Regions from separate parts of the Mus musculus genome. Here all the other regions are linked to region 6. The links are chromatin contacts, called in public ChIA-PET, Hi-C, HiChIP or PLAC-seq and capture Hi-C maps. All regions are on one chromosome and are shown on one strand. The core of a region is the stretch at or near the end of the contact, and the rest is flanking DNA. Distances in the headings are between cores, read along the strand shown. Region 1 holds the start of Kpna3 (karyopherin (importin) alpha 3). Region 2 overlaps Kpna3 (karyopherin (importin) alpha 3). Region 3 overlaps Wdfy2 (WD repeat and FYVE domain containing 2). Region 4 holds the start of 4930556J02Rik (RIKEN cDNA 4930556J02 gene). Region 5 has its middle 30 kb from the start of Gm46480. Region 6 holds the start of Rnaseh2b (ribonuclease H2, subunit B). Region 7 has its middle 27 kb from the start of Spryd7.

Evidence for each region. Hi-C and Micro-C count contacts between places; a contact is called where the count stands out from the background. ChIA-PET counts read pairs in DNA pulled down with a chosen protein or histone mark. HiChIP or PLAC-seq counts read pairs in DNA pulled down with a chosen protein or histone mark. Capture Hi-C pulls out chosen DNA fragments and counts their contacts.
Region 1: a contact with region 6 is called in a capture Hi-C map of macrophages, with 4 times the contacts expected there. The contact joins the promoter of Kpna3 here to the promoter of Rnaseh2b in region 6. A contact is called at or near these places in 12 of 39 promoter capture datasets (the 3T3-L1 cell line, the C10 cell line, the HPC-7 cell line and 8 more), 9 of 484 Hi-C or Micro-C datasets (B cells, the HPC-7 cell line, bone marrow-derived macrophages and 3 more), 11 of 115 datasets of contacts at active chromatin or transcription factors (DN3 thymocytes, astrocytes, effector CD8 T cells and 6 more) and 4 of 9 other capture datasets (adipose tissue, embryonic stem cells, liver and 1 more).
Region 2: a contact with region 6 is called in an H3K27ac HiChIP or PLAC-seq map of T-cell acute lymphoblastic leukemia, with 5 times the contacts expected there. The contact joins the enhancer-like site here to the promoter of Rnaseh2b in region 6. A contact is called at or near these places in 1 of 484 Hi-C or Micro-C datasets (bone marrow-derived macrophages), 5 of 115 datasets of contacts at active chromatin or transcription factors (T-cell acute lymphoblastic leukemia, acute myeloid leukemia, embryonic stem cells and 1 more) and 1 of 9 other capture datasets (adipose tissue).
Region 3: a contact with region 6 is called in a Hi-C map of regulatory T cells, with 11 times the contacts expected there. The contact joins the enhancer-like site here to the promoter of Rnaseh2b in region 6. A contact is called at or near these places in 1 of 484 Hi-C or Micro-C datasets (regulatory T cells) and 2 of 115 datasets of contacts at active chromatin or transcription factors (T-cell acute lymphoblastic leukemia and memory CD8 T cells).
Region 4: an H3K27ac HiChIP or PLAC-seq map of embryonic stem cells shows a contact between it and region 6, with 5 times the contacts expected there. The contact joins the promoter of 4930556J02Rik here to the promoter of Rnaseh2b in region 6. A contact is called at or near these places in 5 of 115 datasets of contacts at active chromatin or transcription factors (T-cell acute lymphoblastic leukemia, bone marrow-derived macrophages, embryonic stem cells and 1 more).
Region 5: an RNA polymerase II ChIA-PET map of memory CD8 T cells shows a contact between it and region 6, with 28 read pairs. The contact joins the enhancer-like site here to the promoter of Rnaseh2b in region 6. A contact is called at or near these places in 1 of 484 Hi-C or Micro-C datasets (B cells) and 10 of 115 datasets of contacts at active chromatin or transcription factors (acute myeloid leukemia, bone marrow-derived macrophages, cardiomyocytes and 4 more).
Region 7: a contact with region 6 is called in an H3K4me3 HiChIP or PLAC-seq map of bone marrow-derived macrophages, with 4 times the contacts expected there. The contact joins the enhancer-like site here to the promoter of Rnaseh2b in region 6. A contact is called at or near these places in 1 of 15 datasets of contacts at CTCF or cohesin (pro-B cells), 1 of 484 Hi-C or Micro-C datasets (bone marrow-derived macrophages), 10 of 115 datasets of contacts at active chromatin or transcription factors (the 230-238 cell line, DN3 thymocytes, T-cell acute lymphoblastic leukemia and 5 more) and 1 of 9 other capture datasets (embryonic stem cells).

Annotation. Positions count from the first base shown.
Region 1 is chr14:61,438,190-61,441,255 of GRCm38.p6, forward strand. Kpna3 (karyopherin (importin) alpha 3) reads right to left here and starts at 1,758. Exons shown (of 17, transcript NM_008466.5): 1 at 1,534-1,758. The coding sequence starts at 1,602.
Region 2 is chr14:61,408,540-61,411,537 of GRCm38.p6, forward strand. The region is part of intron 1 of Kpna3 (karyopherin (importin) alpha 3); the gene reads right to left. Among named protein-coding and RNA genes, the nearest start is that of Kpna3, 30 kb to the right of the region's middle. Within about 2 kb of position 1,707, at least 21 of the 459 cell types and tissues checked have an H3K27ac peak or open chromatin away from gene starts, as enhancers often do. A contact at or near this core is called in T-cell acute lymphoblastic leukemia and bone marrow-derived macrophages, where this site is marked.
Region 3 is chr14:62,939,494-62,942,430 of GRCm38.p6, forward strand. All of the region lies in intron 6 of Wdfy2 (WD repeat and FYVE domain containing 2), which reads left to right. Among named protein-coding and RNA genes, the nearest start is that of Defb48, 44 kb to the right of the region's middle. Within about 2 kb of position 1,413, at least 152 of the 459 cell types and tissues checked have an H3K27ac peak or open chromatin away from gene starts, as enhancers often do. A contact at or near this core is called in T-cell acute lymphoblastic leukemia, memory CD8 T cells and regulatory T cells, where this site is marked.
Region 4 is chr14:61,491,261-61,494,326 of GRCm38.p6, forward strand. 4930556J02Rik (RIKEN cDNA 4930556J02 gene) reads left to right here and starts at 1,428. Exons shown (of 3, transcript NR_045714.1): 1 at 1,428-1,573; 2 at 1,889-2,139.
Region 5 is chr14:61,735,277-61,738,008 of GRCm38.p6, forward strand. No RefSeq gene overlaps it. Among named protein-coding and RNA genes, the nearest start is that of Gm46480, 30 kb to the left of the region's middle. Within about 2 kb of position 1,320, at least 136 of the 459 cell types and tissues checked have an H3K27ac peak or open chromatin away from gene starts, as enhancers often do. A contact at or near this core is called in B cells, bone marrow-derived macrophages, embryonic stem cells and 1 more, where this site is marked.
Region 6 is chr14:62,330,635-62,333,702 of GRCm38.p6, forward strand. Rnaseh2b (ribonuclease H2, subunit B) reads left to right here and starts at 1,434. Exons shown (of 11, transcript NM_026001.3): 1 at 1,434-1,542. The coding sequence starts at 1,482. Gm41173 (a long non-coding RNA gene) reads right to left here and starts at 1,421. Exons shown (of 2, transcript XR_874686.3): 1 at 1,228-1,421.
Region 7 is chr14:61,528,252-61,531,104 of GRCm38.p6, forward strand. No RefSeq gene overlaps it. Among named protein-coding and RNA genes, the nearest start is that of Spryd7, 27 kb to the right of the region's middle. Within about 2 kb of position 1,465, at least 51 of the 459 cell types and tissues checked have an H3K27ac peak or open chromatin away from gene starts, as enhancers often do. A contact at or near this core is called in acute myeloid leukemia and bone marrow-derived macrophages, where this site is marked.

The DNA.
Region 1 (3,066 bases), core at 508-3,007, 890 kb before region 6:
CAGGATTTATTCTCTGTGCTTAACCAGCCTGCCATGCAGTAAGGCCCTGTCTCAAAAAGAAAACAAACAAAAGGCAAGAGAGATGAGACTACACACACACACAGAAAAATTACTGGTAAAAAGAGATCAAAACTAAGTCTTATCAAAAAAAAAAAAAAAAAAAAGACTGATGGCTGTTCCATTTGCTAGGTTTCACTTTTGTTTGGAAGTAATTTTCAAAAAGAAACTTACACGTGATCAGGACAGAGATGGAAGGCCTATAGTCTCACTCAAGTGGGAATTCCACAGATATTCCCCCAGGTTTTTTCCAATTCACACTTAACTGTGTAGCCCTGAAAAATGGCCCAGCTTCCTCTGCTTCTTAGCCAAACCAAACCCTGTATTTACTAACTAGCCTCTTACCAAAAACTATTGGACTATACAAATCATATTCCCTACTATTAGAATAGAGAAAAGGGGATGGGCTTAAAACTATTTCCCCCATCAAATCCAGAGGTTGGGTCCCAGTGAAGTTTGTGCTATTACACTTCATTGGTTTTAGTAGGAGCAGTGAGACCTCTAGCGCTACCTCAATAAGCAGAGTTTGCAAATAGTAGCTGCTAATGTCACCTTAATGAGACAATGGCAACATGCTGAGTAGCAGCAAACTGAGTGACCACAATGAATGTTTACAGTTTTGCAACCACTTGGAAAATCTACTAGCTTGGTGGCATGTGGTATATACAAGGACGTAGGAATCTTATGTATCCAATTTATTTCTGCAAAACAGGTGAAAGAAATTATTTTCCTATTATTCACACTTCGACTCCAAGACGAGCTTTAAAAAAACAAAAAACAAAACACAACAAACAAACAAAAAAAAAAACCCAAGATCAGAGGTCTGCACAACCTCCTTCCCAAAGCTTCAACACAATAGATGGTAAACTATTGTCCACCTTTAGCTCGCTCTAAATGCCAGCAGTCACAGGGGTATGAGCTGCAACAGCTCGGGAAGACTGGTCCAAAGGACCGCACTGGAATATAAGAAAATGGTCTTGGCGCATCCTACCCTCCCCCATCCACCACCCTCAAACAAGTCAGTTACCCGGCTGGTCCCCACCCCCCTCTGAGGGCTGCCACCGCCCGCCTGGGCCCGGCTCGCACAAGGTAAGCGCGGGGACCGAGGCTCCATGTGCGGCAGCGCGGGAGGCTGCACCGGCTGCGGACACGAGCGGCGGCGCGGCCCGGCCCCGGCGGTGCGGGTGGCACGCGGGCCGGCAGCATCCCGGTCCGTCCTCCCGCGCGGCCCGCGGACCCCGCCTCGGCTCCACATCCCTTCCCCTCCGACGCCAGGCCGCGCCCGCGCAGCGGGGCCGAGCGCTCAGTGGTCCCAGGTGCCGCGCTAGTCGCTCAGAGGGCGGCTGCTGCCCGGGCCGCGGCGCCCCGAGGCGGCGGCCAACTCCGACTGACCGCCAGCCGGCGAGAGCCAGCGGCCGCGGCCCCCGCCCCTCCCCTCCCAGCCGCCCGGCCCGGCCGGCCCCGGAGCACACTCGCCTCCACATCGCGGCCCTTGTTCTTGAAGCTCTTGATGCGGTGGTTCTCCAAGCCGGGGTTCTCGGCCATGGCTGCGCGCGGCTCCGGAGGCGTCTGCTCCTGCGGCGGCGGCGGCGAGTCGAGCGGGAGGGGACGAAGGGGGAGGAGCGCGCGCTCCGTGACGCCTGGAGCGCGAGGTGGCCGCGGCGCGGGGGCGGCGCTGAGGAGAGGCGCGCGCCGGAGAAGGCCAGGGCGCTGGCCTGCCGGCTGTCGCGGTGACCCTGCCCTCACCCCTTCGTAGGGCCTCCCCACAGCCGCTAGTCATGTGCTAGAAATGGAGCCCGACCTAGTCGCTTTTACCGCCACCGCTGAAGCGGGGCGGAGGGCGGAAACTACAGTTCCCAGCATGCCAGGCGCGGGTCTGAGCCACGCCGTGAGAGGACGAGAAGCATGCCGGGAGGGCTGTGCGCGCGCTTTCGGCTCGGCGCTCTCTGAGCGCGGGCTCGAAGCCCCACCTCTGGGCGGGGTGGTGGGCGGGGAAACTCTGGAGATGGCACCTTGCGGCCTATCGGGAGAGAGAGGCGGAGCTTCGGGGGCGCACCTTGCTCCCTACAGCTTGGAAAATTAGAAAAAGAACGGCCACGCGTGCTTTGCGCTTTTGGCTTCTTTAGGGTCTCCTCAAATAGCAGCCACCCTCAAACCCTGTTCTTTTGCTCTGCTTCGGTTTTATAAATAGCACGCTTGTTTCCACTCCACAAATACATGTGAGTGTGATGTGTGTGTTTATGCTTGCTTCTTGCACCTCTATTAAACTCAATGAGAACAGAGACATTGTTGGTCTCAAAAATCTGTCAGATCAAAACAGTAACTAGTAAATTCTCATTAAAAAAGAAAATGTGTTCTAGTATCCCCTGATTTCTCCAAGCATCCTTGTGCAGCCTTCACTTTGGCAGCCCTACCTTTCTATGACCCCATGCCTTAGTCCACCTTAACACACAATGTAACCTTCAGGCAGTTAATCAGACCCTAGGGCTGCAGACTCCAGACTGCCATCTCCCTTTAGCTTCTCATTGGAACAATAACAGGTTTTGGTTGATTTGGGTTGGTTGGTTGTTTTGTTTTTTGTTTTGCTTTTGTTTTTACAGCAGGTGGACTTTATTTGATTATTATCTGAGACTATTACATTTCAGAATTGTCTTAATTAGGGTTTCTATTGCTGTAAAGAGACACCATGATCATGGCAACTCTTATAAAGGAAAACATTTCATTGGAGCTGGTTTACAGTTCAGAGGTTCAGTCTATTATCATCATGGCAGGAAGCTTGGAGGTATGCAGGCAGACAGTGCTAGAGAAGGAGCTGCGAGTTCTACATCTTGGTCCGCAGGCAGCAGAAAGGGACTGTGCCCCAGGAGGGACCTAGCTTGAGCATAGGAGACCCAATGCCCACCCCATAGTGTCATATTTCCTCCTAATACTGCCACTCCCTATGGGCCAAGCAATCAAACACATGAGGCTAGGAGGCCATTCCTATTCAAACCACCACAAGAATCTTCT
Region 2 (2,998 bases), core at 457-2,956, 920 kb before region 6:
GAAATTCATTATTTAGGGTACTTTGTCATGATACAGAAAAACTGATTATGAATTTAAAAACAGACTTCAAATGCTTACCAATTGACATCATGTACGATTCTTGTGATTTTAAAACTGGTTGTCAATTTATTAAATGAAGGTATAGCCACATAGCTGGTAAAGTACTAATTATTCTCAGTGCTACAATAGGCCCCGCATTCATTCTTCTCCAGGCAGCTTCACTTTTTATTGACTGAACAGTCTAGGGTATGTCTGTAAGGGTGTTTTCACTGGACAGTAACATCTGTTGGTAAGCTGAGTGAAAACTATCTATCACTATCACAGGTGGGCGTAGAACATAAAGGCAAAGGATGGGTAGATTTTAGCCTAGCTCTGGGACATCTTCCTTCTCTGCCTGTGAGCACACTTCCTATCCTCTGGACTCACAGCAGTCTGCCCACCCTTGCCTCCCTTCCTGGGACTACAGCCTCACTCTGAGGCACACTGCTGGCTTTCCTGGTTCTCTACCCAGAAAACAGGCATTGTGGAACTTCTCAGCTTCCACAATGAAGCCACTGACACCAGCACATCTCCTCTACCATCTACTTACCTTATCTCCTATCAGTTCTGCTTCTCTGGAGACCACTACAATAATCCTTACTTGGAAACTCTCCAAACTTAAAAATGTAGGCTTGAGGTTTGGATTATGAAGAACCAAAGTGTGACAACGCTACTGCAGAGAGTTTTAAGAAAACTTCTCAAGTAATTCTTAATAACACAAAACAGTAACTTCTGGAATAAGGTCTGAGAGGGCTGCTTTTCCTTAACTACATTTTGTTTAAAACAAACAAAGCTGTAATACTGAACAGCAGCAGTATCAGGTTAAGCCTGAGGAAAAGTTGAAAGAGCATGTGAGAAGGAAGTTACTATCCACTGCACGTTGGGAACAAAAATAAGTCCTACCCCAGACCAAAGCTGAAGAGCTAAACACTAAGACTTACTTAGAACTTCAAAATGGTCTCAACAGACTGTTTCTGATACAGGCAGATTGCACGTTTACTAAATGAAAGTAGCCCCTGAAGATTAATCATGTCCCTATGTGCTAGGAAATAAACCACAATAAACAGAATCATAATAAAAGATCAGGCCGGGAAGTGGTGGCGCAAGCCTTTAATCCCAGCACTTGAGAGGCAGAGGCAGGTGGATTTCTGAGTTAGAGGCCAGTCTGGTCTACAGAGTGAGTTTCAGGACAGCCAGGGCTACACAGAGAAACCCTGTCTCAAAAAAAAAAAAAAAAAAAAAAAAAAGATCAGAACAAATGGCAAGAACAAAATAATAATCCTCATCTCTTTTGGATCTATAATACTAGAATTAAGCTATAAAATGTAAAAATACTAACTTAACTGATAGTTAATTTTATAGTAGTTTTGTTGTGGTTCAATACAGATTTTGTTAAGTTTAAAATAAATCAGAGGAGGGGCATGAGACGGCTTGGCAGGTAAAAGCAATTTGCCACCCAAGTCCAATCCCTAGGACCTGCAGAGGGCACAAGATCTTTGTGTTCACAGAGGAGCACTAGGGAAACTAGGAATGTTAAACACAAGGCTGCCTCTTCAAAGGAAGAAATGCATAAACTGTTTTCCACCCAGAAGGCTGGGAATGGATGTGGTTAAGAGCCTGGTGAACCCTGCACTATCTGTATGAATGAGGCTACACCAGGTCCTCCCCTCCCCTCAGGGCCCTTAAGATGGTACATGTAATCTATCTATACAATCTGTTTTTATGGAAAAGGTGACATGTACTTTGAAAAGAGTTCCAACGTAACTAATGCTTAAGCTTTAACTGTACACAAGATTATGTTACACCAAGAAACGTTTTTTTTCCAAATTGAGTTGTACTTAAATATGCCTAAAATAAACTTCCTAGCAGCAGATTCTAGAAGTTTGAAACAACAAGAGCTACCGAGTCACACTGAACCAGACTTCCTTCTTCCTAGATGTGGTGTTTGCAGAGACTCTTCCCACAGACCCACACTGTAGCAGAGAACCAACTCTCACAAGTTGGTTACATAAACACACACACACACACAAATAGATAAAAAGTTAAATAAGTTAGAAGGAATTTACCAATTAGGAGTTCAGTGTAGTGATACATGCCTGGGATTCGGGCACTCTGGTGGCTGCATTAGGAGGATCCTAATTTCATGTGTAATATGTGCTTTATACTGAGATTCTGTGGAAAGGGAGGAGGGAGGAAGGAAGGAATAAGGGAGAGGAGGGGGAAGAGAAGGGAAATGAGAAAGAATAAACACAAAGAAGAGAAGAGGGAAAAGAAGGGAGCAAAGACCAGTAAATACAAGACATAAAAATAAAGGAAAAAAGGAAGAAAAAAAACCAACAACCCAGAAGGTTCAATAAATTATTTAATATCCTGTTTACTCAAGATCTAAAGAGATAAAAGCAATGAACAGAAGCAGTATTTAAAGAGACAACAATTATTATCTACAACTGAAAGAAAAAGAGAAAGCTACATTTATGAAGTCAATGAACAGCCAGGTGTGATGATGTGACCCACCTTTAAACCCAGCACTCAGGAGGCAGAGGTAGGAATCCAGCCTAGTCTACAGAGGGAGTTCTAGGACAGCCAAGGCTATGCAGAGAGAAACCCTGTACCAAACAAAAACAAAAAAACAAAAAAACAGCATTTTAAAAAAAGAGTGAGAGGAAAGATGCCAACCTAAGTATAAAGTCAAAAACAAGCACACATCAGGATACAGGGCACCAGGGAAAAGGACTCTAAAAGGAGTTGGAGTGAAACAAACTATATCCAAAACCTGTCTTGTTTTGTTTTTTGGGTTTTTTTTTTTTTTTTTTTTGCCTGTAAGTGGGCTTTATAAATTTTATTATATATTTATTGGTCTTGTTTATTAACAATTTTATCTTTTAAAAACTATTGGCCCTTAATAAAAACTGGTGAGGAAAAAAAAAGGAGAGAGAAAAAGTTGAAAGCATAGTGTTAG
Region 3 (2,937 bases), core at 163-2,662, 610 kb after region 6:
GAAAGGCCAGAGAGATGTCTACACAGCAGCTAAGCCTGCTGCTCTCGAAGAGGACTAGAGCTGGAATCTCAGCACTCGCAGTAAGAGGCCTATGACACCTGTAACTTCATCTTCAGGAATCTGGCACCCCCTTGTGGCCCCCACAGGCACCTGCATGAAGGTACTCACGTACATTGTAAAAGATGAAAAAAATGAAAAAATATGGATAGCTATTAAAATGCTTATTTTAGCAAATTTATAATATTCAGTTTAATATAAACAAATGTAAATATTCAGATAGCATTTAGGTAAATCCAGTAAGTAAGCAATAATGCAACATGCATGCATGGTATAGGATATGACTCCACCAGTAACAATTATATTCATAAAACATGTGTAACATGGGCTGGAGAGATGGCTCAGGGGTTAAGAGCACTGACTGCTCTTCCAAGGCCCTGAGTTCAATTCCCAGCAACCACGTGGTGGCTCAAAACCATCAGTAAGGGGTTCTGATGCCCTCTTCTGGTGTATCTGAAGACAGCTACAGTGTACTTATATAAATAAAAATAAATCTTTTTAAAAATCTGTGTAACACAGATTTTACCATTTTAACCCTTGCGGTGTTTTGTGTTTGTTTTGCACTGCTAGAGTTTGCTCTGTGGGCTGTGTGCATGCTAGGCAGGTGTTCTGCCCCTGACTGCATCCCTGCTAGTTTCCTCCGCTGTTAAGCATACAATAGTTCAGGGAAGTGTTTCTGTAGTTACCTAGCTTCATGAAGAGTCCATCATCCACTGAGTCTCTGTTGATGAATCTTTTCAAGCCATTCTTTCTCACAGTGCCCACAGTGGTCTAAATCTGTTGTAGTTTAAGAATCTGAGCTGCTCATCTTCACGTTTTATAGGAAATAAAAAAAATCTGTCACTGCCTTGTTTTCCTGAGTGTAGTGGCTTCACTAGTGAAGAGGCCTCTTCATATTCCCTGGCATCTAATACTGAAAGGGTCAACTGGGTGAAGGCCTCACGTCAGCAACACTGCTTCCTCAAGGGAAGGTGTCTCGGCCCTGCCTCATCTGCTGGGAAGACAGCCAAGGGCGTTCATTTCCACTCCCTGTTATTCAGCTGCTGGCTCATCTGCCGATGCGTACTGAATATCTGTGCAATCCAGGCCGGGTTGTTTATACTGAGGACACCATGGACAAGCCCAGGCTCTGGCCTCTCGGAGTCTCTGGTCTATGAAGTAATAGCCACTCTAGGGGAAGATAGTCTGTGAGCCATGAGCGCGCTGACGGGAAGGACCTGGGATTTAGGTGAGGCTTGCTGTGGGCTAGAGAACTGTTTTGTACTTTCATTCATTTGCACTGCATCCTGCCCTGGCCTGTGCTTGGCTGCTGTAGGGGGAAGACGGAGTGGGTAAGGGCGAGGATGTGGTTGACCACACGTTGCTGGGGGAACTGAGGTTAATCGTGAACAGGGCTGTATGCAAGCAGAATGCAGTGCAGTGGGGGAGAGGCTGGTTAGCAAACCCACAGCAATGAGTGCAAAGGGACTTTCTGTGATCTTAAGAGTCTTTTGGGACAGTTAGCAAACTTTCCTAGATGCCTCCAAGGCACAAGACCTTATTAAAGCAAGATGGCCACTTTTAAAGTGTCAGCGTCCAAAAAACATGAAGCTATTTAATCTTCTCCAAGTATTTTTTAGTAATATTATTGAAAAATGAGTGTTTCTGACATTCCTAGGTATTTGTTGGCTATGTGTTCATTTTATATAGAAAATTTATTTCTGTGTCCGTATTTGAGGAATTTGATTTGTCAGGAGATTGCTGGAGAAGAAACTGTCATACTATTAGGTAGCCACACTAGAGCACCTACCGCGTAGTCCTACGTAATTGATCCAGTCCATTCTCATACAATATCCCAGTGGTTCCATCATCCCCTCTTCATACGTGAGGGGTGGCTAGTTTCCTCTCTGTTGCTAAAACACTGACTTATGAGAGGAAAGTGTTTATTTAGGTTAGATTCAGGTCACAGTCCATCATTGAAGGAAGTCAGGGCAGGAACCCAAGCATAAGTCTGAAGCAGAAACAATGGAGCAGGGCTGCTTGCTGGCTTGCTTGCTTGCTGGCTTGCTTACTGACTCATGGTCAGCACTATCTCTAGTCAGGTCGTCCTGAGATAGTGTCACCCACCATGGGCTAGGTCCCCTGCTTCAACAAACCAGAGACTCCCCCACTGACATGCCCACGCACCAGTTCAATCTAGACAACCTTCACTTGAGGTGTCTCTCCTCTCAGATGACTCTAGACCAGTGTTTCTCAACTTCCTAATGCTGTGACCCTTTAATACAGTTCCTCATGCTGTGGTGACCCCAACCATAAAATTATTTTTGTTGCTACTTAATAACTCTAATCTTGCTACTGTTATGAATTATAATATAAATAATCTGATACGCAGGATATCTGATAAGCTACCCCTATGAAAGGGTCATTTGACCCCAAAAGGGTCATGATTCACAGGTTGAGAACCACTGTTCTAGGCTGTGTCAAGTAGACAGTTAAAGCTACATAGGACAAGGATACTAGCATTTAGAATATAATTGATTTATAAAGCATTTGGAACCTTGAAGTCCCAAATTTCTACCTCTGATGTTGTCCCTAATTATACCTAATACTCAAATATAAAAACACATCACAGTATTCTCAAATAAAGACGTGCAATTAACCAGTGTCATCTTCCTGCTGGTAGAATGGTGTGCTGGCCTAGTGTGATGTCAGCCTCACACAAGCCAGAGTTGTTTTGAAAAAGTCTCAATTGAGAAAATGCCCACACCAGATTGACCTGTGGTTCATTTTCTTGATTGGTTATTAATGTGGGAGGGTCCTGCTCATTGTGTGCAATGCCACCCCTCTGCTGGAGACTTTTTATGCTATAAGAAAACAGACTTACTAAGCAAGCCATGAGGT
Region 4 (3,066 bases), core at 178-2,677, 840 kb before region 6:
AAAAGGGAGAGAATCTTCCTTCAGCTCCCTGTATCCAGGCTGCTACCAGAAGCTAATGCCCACATTTAGGCTGAGTCTTCTTTCACTAATAAAGCGATTAAGACAATTTCTCAAATGAGGTTCCCTTCTCAAGTGATTCTAATTTGTTGATATTAAAACCAACCATGACAAGGCCCAGTATTGAAATCTTGATCTCTACAGTGAAGTTATTGAAGTTGGTGAGCCTTTAAGACGGTGGTTCTCAACCTGTGGGTCTCAACCTTTTCACAGGAGTTACCTAAGACCATCAGAAAACACAGGTATTTACAGTACAATTCATAACAGTAAAATTACAGTCGTAATTTTAGAGTTGAAGGTTGTACTGGCTAGTTTTGTGTCAACTTGACACAGCTGGAGTTATCACAGAGAAAGGAGCTTCAGTTGAGGAAATGCCTCCATGAGATCCAGTTGTGAGGCATTTTCTCAATTAGTGATCAAGGGGGAAAGGCCCCTTGTGGGTGGGACCATCTCTGGGTTGGTAGTCTTGGTTCTATAAGAGAGCTGGCTAAGCAAGCCAGGAGAAGCAAGCCAGTAAAGAACATCCCTCCATGGCTTCTGCATCAGCTCCTACTTTCTGACCTGCTTGAGTTCCAGTCCTGACTTCCTTGGTGATAAATAGCAATGTGGAAAGTGTAAGCCGAATAAACCCTTTCCTCCCCAACTTGTTTCTTGGTTATGATGTTTGTGCAGGATTAAAACCCTGACTAAGACAAGGGTTCACCACAACTTGAGGAACTATATTAAAGGGTCACAGCCTTAGGAAGGTTGAGAACCACTGCTTTAAGAGATAGGGCCTCTTGGGAAATCTTATATCATTGTCTTAGAGTTAGGTTTCTATTAGGTGATAACCACCATGACCAAAAGCAACCTGAGAAAGAAAGTTCTATTTGGCTTACAGGTTATAGTCTACGATTGGAGAAAACCAAGGCAGAAACTCAGGGTAAGAATCAAGTCAGGAGCTGAAGCAGAGGTCTCTGGGGAGTGCTGGATACTGGCTTGCTCCTCATGGCTTGATCAGCCTACTTTCTAATATACCCGAGGACCACCCACTGGCCTGGGCCCTTCCATATCAATAATTAACCAAGAAAAGGCCCTGCAGACTTGTTTACAAGTAATCTGATGGAGACGTTTTCTCAGCTGAGGTTCCTCTTCCCAGATAACTCTAGCTTGTGTCAAGTTGACAGAAAACTAAGAGGAACAACCCTGGGAACATGCCCCTGGAAGAGATTGTAGGATCATAATCTCTGTCCTAAATCCGTTCCATGCCTCTGCTTTGAAAAGAATGAACAATTCTCTTATCGTGTGCTCCCAGCCATAATGGGCTGAGAAGAGCAGGGCCAACTGATTACGGAACCTCTGAAAGTGGGCTTTGATGACCTCAGCTCTTCATTACAATAGCAGAATGCTCTCTAAGACACTGAGTCAGGAGGCAAGTGACAGAAAAAGAGATGACAGACAGAAGATGGAAGAAAGATGGGGCCAATGAGAGACCGGTGGTGAATGGTGGGGGTCTCCTGGTCAAAGAATTGCTGGGGTGAGAACTTTAGAGTCATTAAAGCTGAAAGTGAGAGGAAGAAAGAGTCAGGAAGTGAGGGACTGAAAACTGAGTCTTAGGGGTCTGATGGTTATAGGCGATGACTGGTGGAGTCTATGAGTTCCAAGGTGGGTGTGAGGTGAAAGTTCATTTGATGTGGGGAGCCAAGGAGTGCAGGGGCCAAGGTGTTGAGTGGGCTGTTCCCTAATCGCAAGACCAGTATTGAGGATGGAGATCACAAGCCCACTACTCAACCATCCTCAAGTGTTGTGGACTGTTTCCTCCAAAATTGAGTCCTTTGACTCTATCCTGCAGGGAAGATTCTCAACCAGGAAGGCAAACAACTTAAAATAGCTCCAGGAAGTCTTTCAAACTGACCAGTTTACTGGACCTCCTCTAAGCAATAAAAGCAGCAAAGGAGATTCTGAGACAAGACCAGATGCTTGGAAGAAGCAAAAGCCAGCCCAGCTGCCTGGAAAGGTTTAGATCAACTGAGTCATCGGGAAAGAATATGATCTAACGTGTTTAGGTGCCTCCGACTGTGCAGTGTGCTCATTTCCGCTCCTGTAAGTAACTCCTTTCCCACACTCCTGCAAGTAACCCTACTAAAACTCAGTGATCCACCAAGATGGAATTAGGCAGTATCCATACTTTGGTTATCATTGTTTCCCCACCTGAGCTGAGTAGACACGTGTGTTGCATCTTCCCAGGAAAAGTTTTGTCACAGAACATCATGTAACAAGGAAAAGTGGCAAGGGCGCTAAATGGTGGCAACACCAAGAGAGTGGCAAGTCCTTAATCTGGTGGCATCCACTAATTAGATTAGAAGCTACCAAAGTGTACCCTCAGTGCAAAGCACATTCTGGGCCTATGCCAGACCTGCTGCCTTGGCAACCAAAGGCATAAGGTTCTGAACCCATGTTCTAATAAATTCCACCAGGAATTTGGCTGTAGGCTGAAGTCTAAGAACAGGAGTGGTCCCTGGCTTAGAGCAGCAGAGAGGGAGTAGATGCAACTGTCTCTCAGGAGGAGAAAACGAAGTGAGGGTGGTGGAGTGGGGTTGAGGAAGTGAGAGAAGACAGATTGCCAGGAGGAAGAGGGGGCAGATGGTCTGCAGTGTAAGGGCAAAGATTCAGTCTGTTTGTGGCACAGAGCCGAGAGGTCAGCTGGAAAGTGAGGCTTGGGTCAGAACCACATCCTGCCACGGCTCCCAGCTGAGGCCTAAGATGGGCTCCTGTAGGAAAGCTGCACTGGCCTCTGTGGGACACAATAATAAAGACACGGATGTTCCCAATCTACCCCAAGGGGCTTTGAGAACAAGACAAACAAACAAACCCAACTGTTAGGATCTGCCCAGGACCTCTAAGACCAAGTTCTCAGCACATACCTTAAAGGATTTGCCCTGGAGGGGCAAAGGGCAGGGAAGAAGAGACAAACAGGAAATAGAAGATGAGAGAGAAGGGGACAGGGAGAGGGGGCAGGAGTATTTGTCC
Region 5 (2,732 bases), core at 70-2,569, 600 kb before region 6:
TTCTGTGATAAACTTTCTCTTTGCTCAGTGGCTAGTCCAAAAGAAAGGTGTCAGATGACTTGAGGTCTGAGATAGCTAGCCTTGTCTAGAAGTTTTATCCACAGCAATATAAACAAAACAAGACATACCTAATACACAATAACAAAACCCTAAAACAAAAGACTGGCTTTCCTTAGATTCTGTGGCCATTCCTGCTGCTGCTGTCCCCTGTGACTTGGAAGCAGATTTCCTATTCCATTGTTCTTCTATTCTCCCTCTTCTTGGTGGCTACCTGTTGCAGTGCGGCTTAACTGCTCTACACCGTGCCCGAGACTCTTTCCCTGAGCCTAACCATCCGGCTTCTCACCATTCAGCTCATTCTCCTTTCTAGCTTACACCAGCCATTTGGGCTGATGAAATCTTTAGCTTTTCCCAGCCAGACTCTGTGCAGCTAGCTAAAATGACCTTGAACCTATCATCCTGCTTCTACTTCCTGAAAGTGGGGATTGCAGGCCCGAGCTAACTTGGCTTGGCTTCTGTGGTGTTGGGGATGGAAGGCAAGGCTTTGTGCGTGCCAGGGAAGCTCTTTACTACCTGAGATCCATCCAATCCTGCTTCTCTGATCCAATTTTAAAACCTGTCACTTCACCACTGCTAACTCTGGAGGCAGCACATTCCTTTTATGGTGATTTAGAAAACTAGATGTAATTGCTTCATAATGATTTTCTTCCTAGACTTCCTGTTCAGCTCAAAATTTTGTTATCCTCAGGTGTTCACAGCAAGTTGCTAAGGAAAACGCAAAATCTGCCACTAACACAAATAGCCTCTCACAGGAATTTTGGAGTTGATTTTGTTTTAGATAATCTGTCATTAATTGTGTCTCCCCCTCACCACTCCCTCCCACTCTCCCCCCCCCCCATTTCAAGGGTAAACAAGAATTCACTGAGAAATCAGGTGATTAAACTCCAGGTGGGCACTCCTCACAGCTGGGGTGAGTAGCTATTATAATAAGTCACAGAGCTTCAAATGAAAAGCCCTTAAAAACTCTTTAAATAATAAAGCATTTAAGAGTTTGTTGGAATTAAGAAAAAAAAATACATGAAAATACTTCATCAGAAGGAATGAAAAGTTGTTGCCCTCACTGCCTTTCAACATACAGTCAACGATGAGCCCACCACGCTCCAACAGAGAGTACGCTCCAACAGAGAGTACCAAACTCTCGGTCACACAGACAACCGTGCTTTAAAAATCCCTGAACGAAACAAAGGGGCCTGGACATAGGAAAGTGACTTGTTGCAGAGCTGCAGAGCCGGGTGGGGACTGTACAGGAAGGAAGGCGGTAAGGGGGAGGGAGGGTTGAGAGTCATCAAAATGTGTTGTATGTGGGTATGGAACTGTTGAAAAGCAAATTTAGCCAATAAAAAACAAGAGTACACACAAAAATAAAAAGTATTTTCATCATCATGAGAAAAAGTGCAAAGAATTAATTATCCTTGTAAAATTGGAAAATGTTTCATTCGCTAACAATAAAAAATGGCTTTTGCTGGCATTGTTTTTGTTTTAGGAGTAAAAAAAATAATGTAATCCTTATAGAGTCTTACAGGCAAGTAAACTTGTGAGACTTAATTGGACACGAAGTAAATGTGAAAGCTAAATGTGGTTTGGACAGTGCTACACACGCACAACTCTCCTGGTGTAATTTGCATGAAAAGGAAATCAAAGAGCGAGAACTCTCAGGCTGATCGGCTGTGAAGGACTTAATTCAAAACAGTTTTCTGCTTGAAAAAAAGTGATTTATTTTAAATGTACTTTTGAAAAACAAAAGCCTTACTGGTAACCACCATTTTAGGTGTATTATCTCAATGTGGGATTTCAGTAAAAGGTCAAATCTTATAGAAGTATTTTTGGTCTGACTCAGTCCTGATCACAGATAAATTTTATCAAGAAAATGAAACGAGTTGAGCATTTTAAAACCCGGAGAGAGAGCTTGTTTAAAGAGGCAGCACTTCCCCCTCCCTGCCCCCGCCACAATAAAGACTCTAAGGAGAGAACTTTGGTTGAGAAAAATCTAAAATGAACACATTTAGATGCTCCTGTGCAAGTTTTCTGCACACAGGTTAGAATGGTAGTCGGGCTGCTTTGGAGCAAACAAGGCACAGTTGCTGTTTTGTTTTGTTTCAGTTCAATAGGCAAATTGAACTTCCTGCTTTATAACTGCCCTTGATTAAAGTGCTCTATTTTATCCCAGAAGTGCAAGTGGGGAGCTTTAACTTCAGTTTAAACCTTGTTTAACAGTCCCCAGCCCACTTCCCGAGGAACTCCCTGTGGACCATTCTCATTTTTTTTTTTCCAGGATCTAGTATGACTTCTGTATTTGTCATTGGCTAGGGAGCATTCCCAAGCCTGGCCTTGCTGGCAGCTCCCTGGGCTGATGTCCTGACTCACTGTGGGAGAAGACTCTGTCATCCTTGCCAAAAAGGAAGCCCTGACCTGACCAGCCCCTTACTCATTAACCTCAGCTAGTCCAGAGGTTGGAATGAGGGAGCGAAGGAAGCTACCGTAGATCTGTGGATTAAACTGTGCACCAAGGAAAGAGCAAGCAAGCCTCAAGTCCTTGAAAAGGCCCGCTTGCAGGGAGTTGGCGGTGGGGTCGGGGTGGGGTAGTGCAAAGCAGCCTAACTCAGAAGCTCACCAGCCTACAGTAGGGTCAAGCCTTGGTTCACACAGGAACTTCAAGTTCAGGCTATGGTGGC
Region 6 (3,068 bases), core at 184-2,683:
GTGATTTCTCTGTGGCTGGGCATGGGAATCCTGTTAATCCTCTGTGTACTGAACCACCTTGATGGTCCAATTGAGTCAAAATTCTTAATTCTCAGCCAGCATGAAACGCAAAGCCAGTCCTAGGGGGACCCCTTTCCCTCCAGAGTCCTCTTCTGTCTTTGTATCCTGACTCATCTTCCTGACTCTTATCCACAGCCAGGGGAGACTAGCACAGGAATAGAGCTGTACTGGGTAAAGCAGTTCTCACTGTGGCCAAGTGCTGGGACAGTTGCTGCACAAATGACACTGATCTTGCTTTTGTCTGAGAGAATCACGAAATGTCCCTGCGTGGCCTTATTTTTTCGTGGTCTTACAATGGTCTGGTCAGAGGTGGGTATTATATATATATTTTTTTTAATTAGGTATTTTCTTCATTTACATTTCAAGTGCTATCCCAAAAGTCCCCCATACCACCCCCCCCTACCCACTCACTCCCACTTCTTGGCCCTGGTGTTCCCCTGTACTGAGGCATATAAAGTTTACAAGACCAAGGGGCCTCTCTTCCCAATGATGGCCGACTAGGCCATCTTCTGCTACATATGCAGCTAGAGACATGAGCTCTGGGGGTACTGGTTAGTTCATATTGTTGTTCAGAGGTGGGTATTTTTAAGGGCTTCATGCCTCAGGAGGGAATCTCAGCCTATGTTTTAAGATCCAGACCAACTTCTGGTTGCTCTATGTAATTTCTCAAAAGCTTTGACCACCTTTATAACTCAGACCTCCACATTTATGTTGCCTGTGTCTCACATTGCTCCCTCTACAAAAACAAAATACAAAGTGCCACTAGACTGGATAACAAAAGACATAAAGTGCATAGTCTGCCTAGAAAGAACACTTCAGAACAAGCTTCCTGATCGGCAGCTGGCCCTTTGAGAGAATCCCCTCTCCACCTCCCTAGTCAGGGCTTAATTGTTTTCTCTATAGCCCCGAGGTGAGCCCTAGGCAACAAGACACCACTTTTGCTCACAACCATTCTAGCACTTGGGAGGTTCCTGATCCAGTATTCAAAGCCAGCCAGGGCGGCATACTTTGAAGGTCAGTCCCCGCTGGGTGGTGGACCTTGTGTCAAAACCAAACCACACCCAAACTAAGTCTCGTTAATACTCTAAAGATTTATCCTAAATAACAAATTCGTATGTTGAACTCCAAATTATAAGCATAATTTGGGTTGTATCTTTAAAAAATTACCTTAACTATCAAATTGGCCCACAGCCAATTTGAAGGCTGCTCGCCCGCATTAGGAACCTCAATGTATGAAATACACGCACGAGCAGCGCCCGTAGAATGAGAGTGAGAAAAACGAGGAGCTCCACACCCTCCACTGACAGCAGGGCCCGCGCAGATTTCAAAAAAGGAAGCCGAGCGGGCGGGCCCGGAAATGGAGGCAGGCTGGTGGCCCCGGTTGGCGGGCCCCTCGGCGCCACTTCCGGCAGGGCGCGACCATGGCCGGAGGTCGGGACCGCGGGGACTTGGCGGCCAGGCAGCTAGTGTTCCTACTTCCAGGTAAACGCGGGAGGCGCGTGGGCCTAGGTCGCTGGTGGCGGCAGCGGCAGCGCGGGTTTTTTTTTTTTCCCAGGCCAGCACCGGTCCGCAAGGTCCTAGCGAGCGCGGACCCGGATTCGGTGCCCCGCGCTTTGCTAAGCATCCTGGTCACGTGTCACAACACGCGGGAAAACTCCAAACCCGGAAGCGACGGCAGCGTTTGCGCGGATTCCCTGGGGCGGGTCCAGCCACTCGGCCTGCGGCGGGCAGCGGGGGTCCCGGGACTCTGCTGTCCCCTGGGAGTTACTGGATCTCTGTAGCTCAGCGTCTAGAATCTTACCAGCTCCAAACCAGAGGTCGCAGTAGTCCCATGCTGAGCCGCTCTGCTGCTCTGGAAAGGCAAGGGTGGCCAGGCATAAGGGAGCCTGGATGGGGTTTATGTGAGCGTGGTTTGAAACAATTCCAGGACATGGTGACAGTCAAAAATCCCAGAACCAGGCCACTCAGTGTCCCTGTAGATGATGACCAGCTATCAGGGCATGTGGTGGCATGCGACAGCCATTGCCATATGAGGAGGGCAAGTGAAATAAATTTGGGTTAGGGAATGCAAGCCAGAAACACTCTGTCATTTTACAATGATACATTTGATGTTAGAATACGCGTGAAGAAGGAAACTTCCCAGTCACTTTAATTTTGAGTTTTAGTTTAGCAAATGCAGAGCATTTTTACAGCAAATATATTTCACCAGGGTATAGATATCCAGTGATGATAATTTTTATAATCTTTATGTAACGACCTGACACTTACTTTGGATACACAGCTTCTCTCCTGTGTAAAAAGTTAAACACATTCAAGTGTATGGATTTTGGGTTTGCAGCTCACTCAACTGAACCCTGTATGCTGCTGACCAAGAAGAGTAGCTTTCCAGCTAGCAGCTCATACACCCGTCTTCTAGAGAACCCCAGGCTTTCTGTCATCAAATTAGTTTTGCCTGCTTGGACCCCTGTGACTTTTGTATCTGTCTTCCTTCCCTCCGTACCACGTCTGCCAGATCCATCCATGGCTGTTCCATGGGTTTTGTTGGCTGGTTCTTAAAAATTGCTTCTGGTTTGCTGTATGCATATCAATGCTACTACTCTCCGGAGGATGGATGGCATTAGGTGTTCCTCCTGGTTTGCACCTAGTAGGAGTTACACCTCTGGCAGCATTCTTTTGAGGCTGTTGGTGGACATTGGCATTCATTTCTTCGGAGTGTCTGTATCCTGGAGTGGAAGCTGCTTTTGGGTGCTTGTTGGGTTAGCTTTAGTTCTGCAGAATGGTTTTCTGAAGTGGTTGATACGGCTTCGTCCTGACTCCAGCTGCCTATGATGAGTCCAGTTAAGCCGTAACCTCACTGATAGTGCTTGGTAAAGCAGCTAGTGAGAATTCCTGGTGTTGGTGAGCCATCAGAAGGCTAGCTGAACACCTTAGTTTAGCTGGGAGAGGGGAGAGCCTCCTTTCACCCTTCTGTTACATCAGTATATTTGATTTTTGTAGTAGGATCCCTA
Region 7 (2,853 bases), core at 215-2,714, 800 kb before region 6:
TTGTAATTTGTAAAGATTTGGACAAACTCTCTGTAGCGTGGCTTCTTGCTTCACAACTCAGTTTTAAAACTGTGTTTGAGGCTAGAAATGTGGTTCAGTGGTGGAATATTTGCTCAGCATGCATGAGGCATGGATCCAGTCTCCAACACTCCAGACAAAACAACTGCCTTCTAGCCTTGGATGGAACAATTCTATTCCTTAACAGCGTAAAAGTAACAGCAGCGCCTCTGCCTCTAAATATTCCTCTTTATTGGGGGTTTCTGGTGGCTTAGTTCTCAGCAACCCAGACAAATACTGAAGTGCTTATTTACATATTAGAGGAGACACTGCCAGTCTCCCAGCAGCCCTCAGAACCTGTGGCTCCTCCCAGCTCTTCTCACCCTAATCCCTACTCTCAGCCTTTTCTTAGCTCCATTTCCTTGGTGTGGGACTCCTCTCTTCATCTCCCTCCCAGTCTCTCCTCTCGTGGTCCTGTTTAGTGTGCCGGCCATGTTCATCCTGGACTCCTCTCTGCCTGTTTTCTCCGATACCTACAATAAAAATCTTCTCTGCACTTTAGGAGTGGTCATGTCCACCTCCTTTTATTTCATTTTTTAATTCAAACATGCGTTTGGGTGCATGTGGAAGACAGAGGTCAATCATGGATGGCATTCCTCAGACAATATACACCTTGGTTTTTAAAGCAAGGACCTGGGGCTTATTGATCTGACTAAGCTGGCCAGCCAGAGAGTCTCAGAGATCCTCCAGTCTGTGGCTCCCCACCGCTAGGATCGTAGATGAGTACTGCTTTGATGTCTTTTAAACATGGGTGCTAAAGATGGAACTTGGGTTCTCAAGTTTGCACGGAGAGCACTTCATTAGTGAATTACCTCAACCCCTACACACTATTTTATTTTATTGAGGCAGGGTCTCACTATGTTGCTCCAATTGACCTAGACTTCACTATGTAGACCAGGCTGGCTGATCTCACAGCAATCCACCTGCCTCTGCCTTATGAGTGCTAGGATTAAAAACATATGGTAGCACACCTAGCTCTTTTTTATTCTTTTTATTTATTTGAATGTGTATACAAGTAAGAACAGGTGCCCATGGAGGCCAGAAGAGAGTGTTGGATCCCTTAGAACTGGAAATATAGGCCATTGTGAGTCACTCAGCATGGGTGCTGACACCCAACATGGGTGCTGAGAACTTAACTCCGATGCCCCCAAGGGCAGTACATGCTCTTAACCACTGGTCCATCTCTCCAGCCCCAACTATTCCTACCTTAAAGCCCAAGATTTGCCACTTGTTTAGTTTCAGGAATTTGTTAAGCAAACTTTAAATTCACTCCTTTCATCAACATACACTGTGAAAGTGAATCCTGACTGTCAACCTGATTGGAGTAAGAAACGAGGGCATTAATGCAGCACATTGTTTGCTGAGTCATCCAGAGAGCAGTCGAAGGGGAAGCGCCTGCCCTGAATGTGGGGGGCAACACCCCGTGGGCTGGAGTCCTGGGCTGGATAAAGAGGAAACCACCTGCTGAGCACCAGTACACCCCTTTCTCTGTTTCCTGGTTCTCTGAAATGTGGAAGATCAACTTGTACTCATATGGCATTGCCAAGAGCCTTCTTGCTCCCCGCCTCCCTGCCGGGATGGACTGAACCCTCAAACGTGACCCCTCCTCTCTGTTTTTGTCTGATATTTGTCATAGCGTCTAGAAAAGGCACTAATATACTCATAGGCTCTCACAGGTCTGCTCAGAATCTTTCTCAGTCTTGACACCCAGATGGAAAGAAGTGGCTCCCACTCCTTTCAACCACTTTAGATCCCCAACCCCATCCCCGCCACCACCCCCTCCCCCCGATTTTCACTGGAAATGCCATTAAGTCAAGTCCAGAAAGAAAAAAGCTGGGAAATAGGTTTACTGTTTTGTCACTTAAAGTGGTTGGGGAGATTCTTTGCTTAGTTTACAAATTTTTTTCCTAATTGTGTTCAATGGACACTTTGGATGATCATTACAACTTGTACTGGTAGCTTCGGGACCTCTCCCTGAAAGTCAAAGCACATGGGAGATCATCACATGCCACTTCTACATTGCTCTGACCAAAATACAGTTAAAAAGGTGGAATTACTCACTTGGGCTCATGGTTTTAGAGGGTTCCCTTCATCATGGTGGAAGGGCTCAGCCAGACCAAGGAGGGTAGTTCACTCATGGGGCAGGAAGGAAGCAGAGACAAGTGGGGAAAGGACAGCAAGGCTCAGCCCATGACACTTCCCTTCCAATGTGACCTGCTTCTTCTGACTAGGCCCTGCCTTCTGCTTCACCCATCCCAATAATATAATCATTTATGACTCCACCTGGTGACTAATTCACTCGGTAGGTCAGAGGCCTTGTGATCTATGTTCTCTGGAAACGCCCTCACAGACACTTCCACAGGTGTGCTTTGCCAATGTCCTAGGCATTTCTCAATTCAACCAAGCTGACAAGACTAACCATCACAGAGTTGTGACTCCTGTTCCAAACACTTCACTTGTCACCTCTGTCTCTGCTCAAAGATGAGAACTACTTTCCTAAATAACTTTCACTTCAAAACAGAATAAAATTTTGTTTTTTGTTTTGTTTTGTTTTTCAAGGCAGTGTTTCCCATGGCTATCCTGGAACTCACTCCTTAGAGTAAGCTGGCCTCAAACTCAGAGACCTGCCACCACTGCCCAGCTTCAAACAGGATAAATCTCAGTATCAGAAGTCCTGGTATAGATTCTTGTTTCCTTAATTTCCTAGGACTTACCAAAGCCCTGAATGAAACAGGATTATAATTTTAGAAGACACTTAGCATGACCTATGTCATCAAGGATTTTGGGATAGTTATC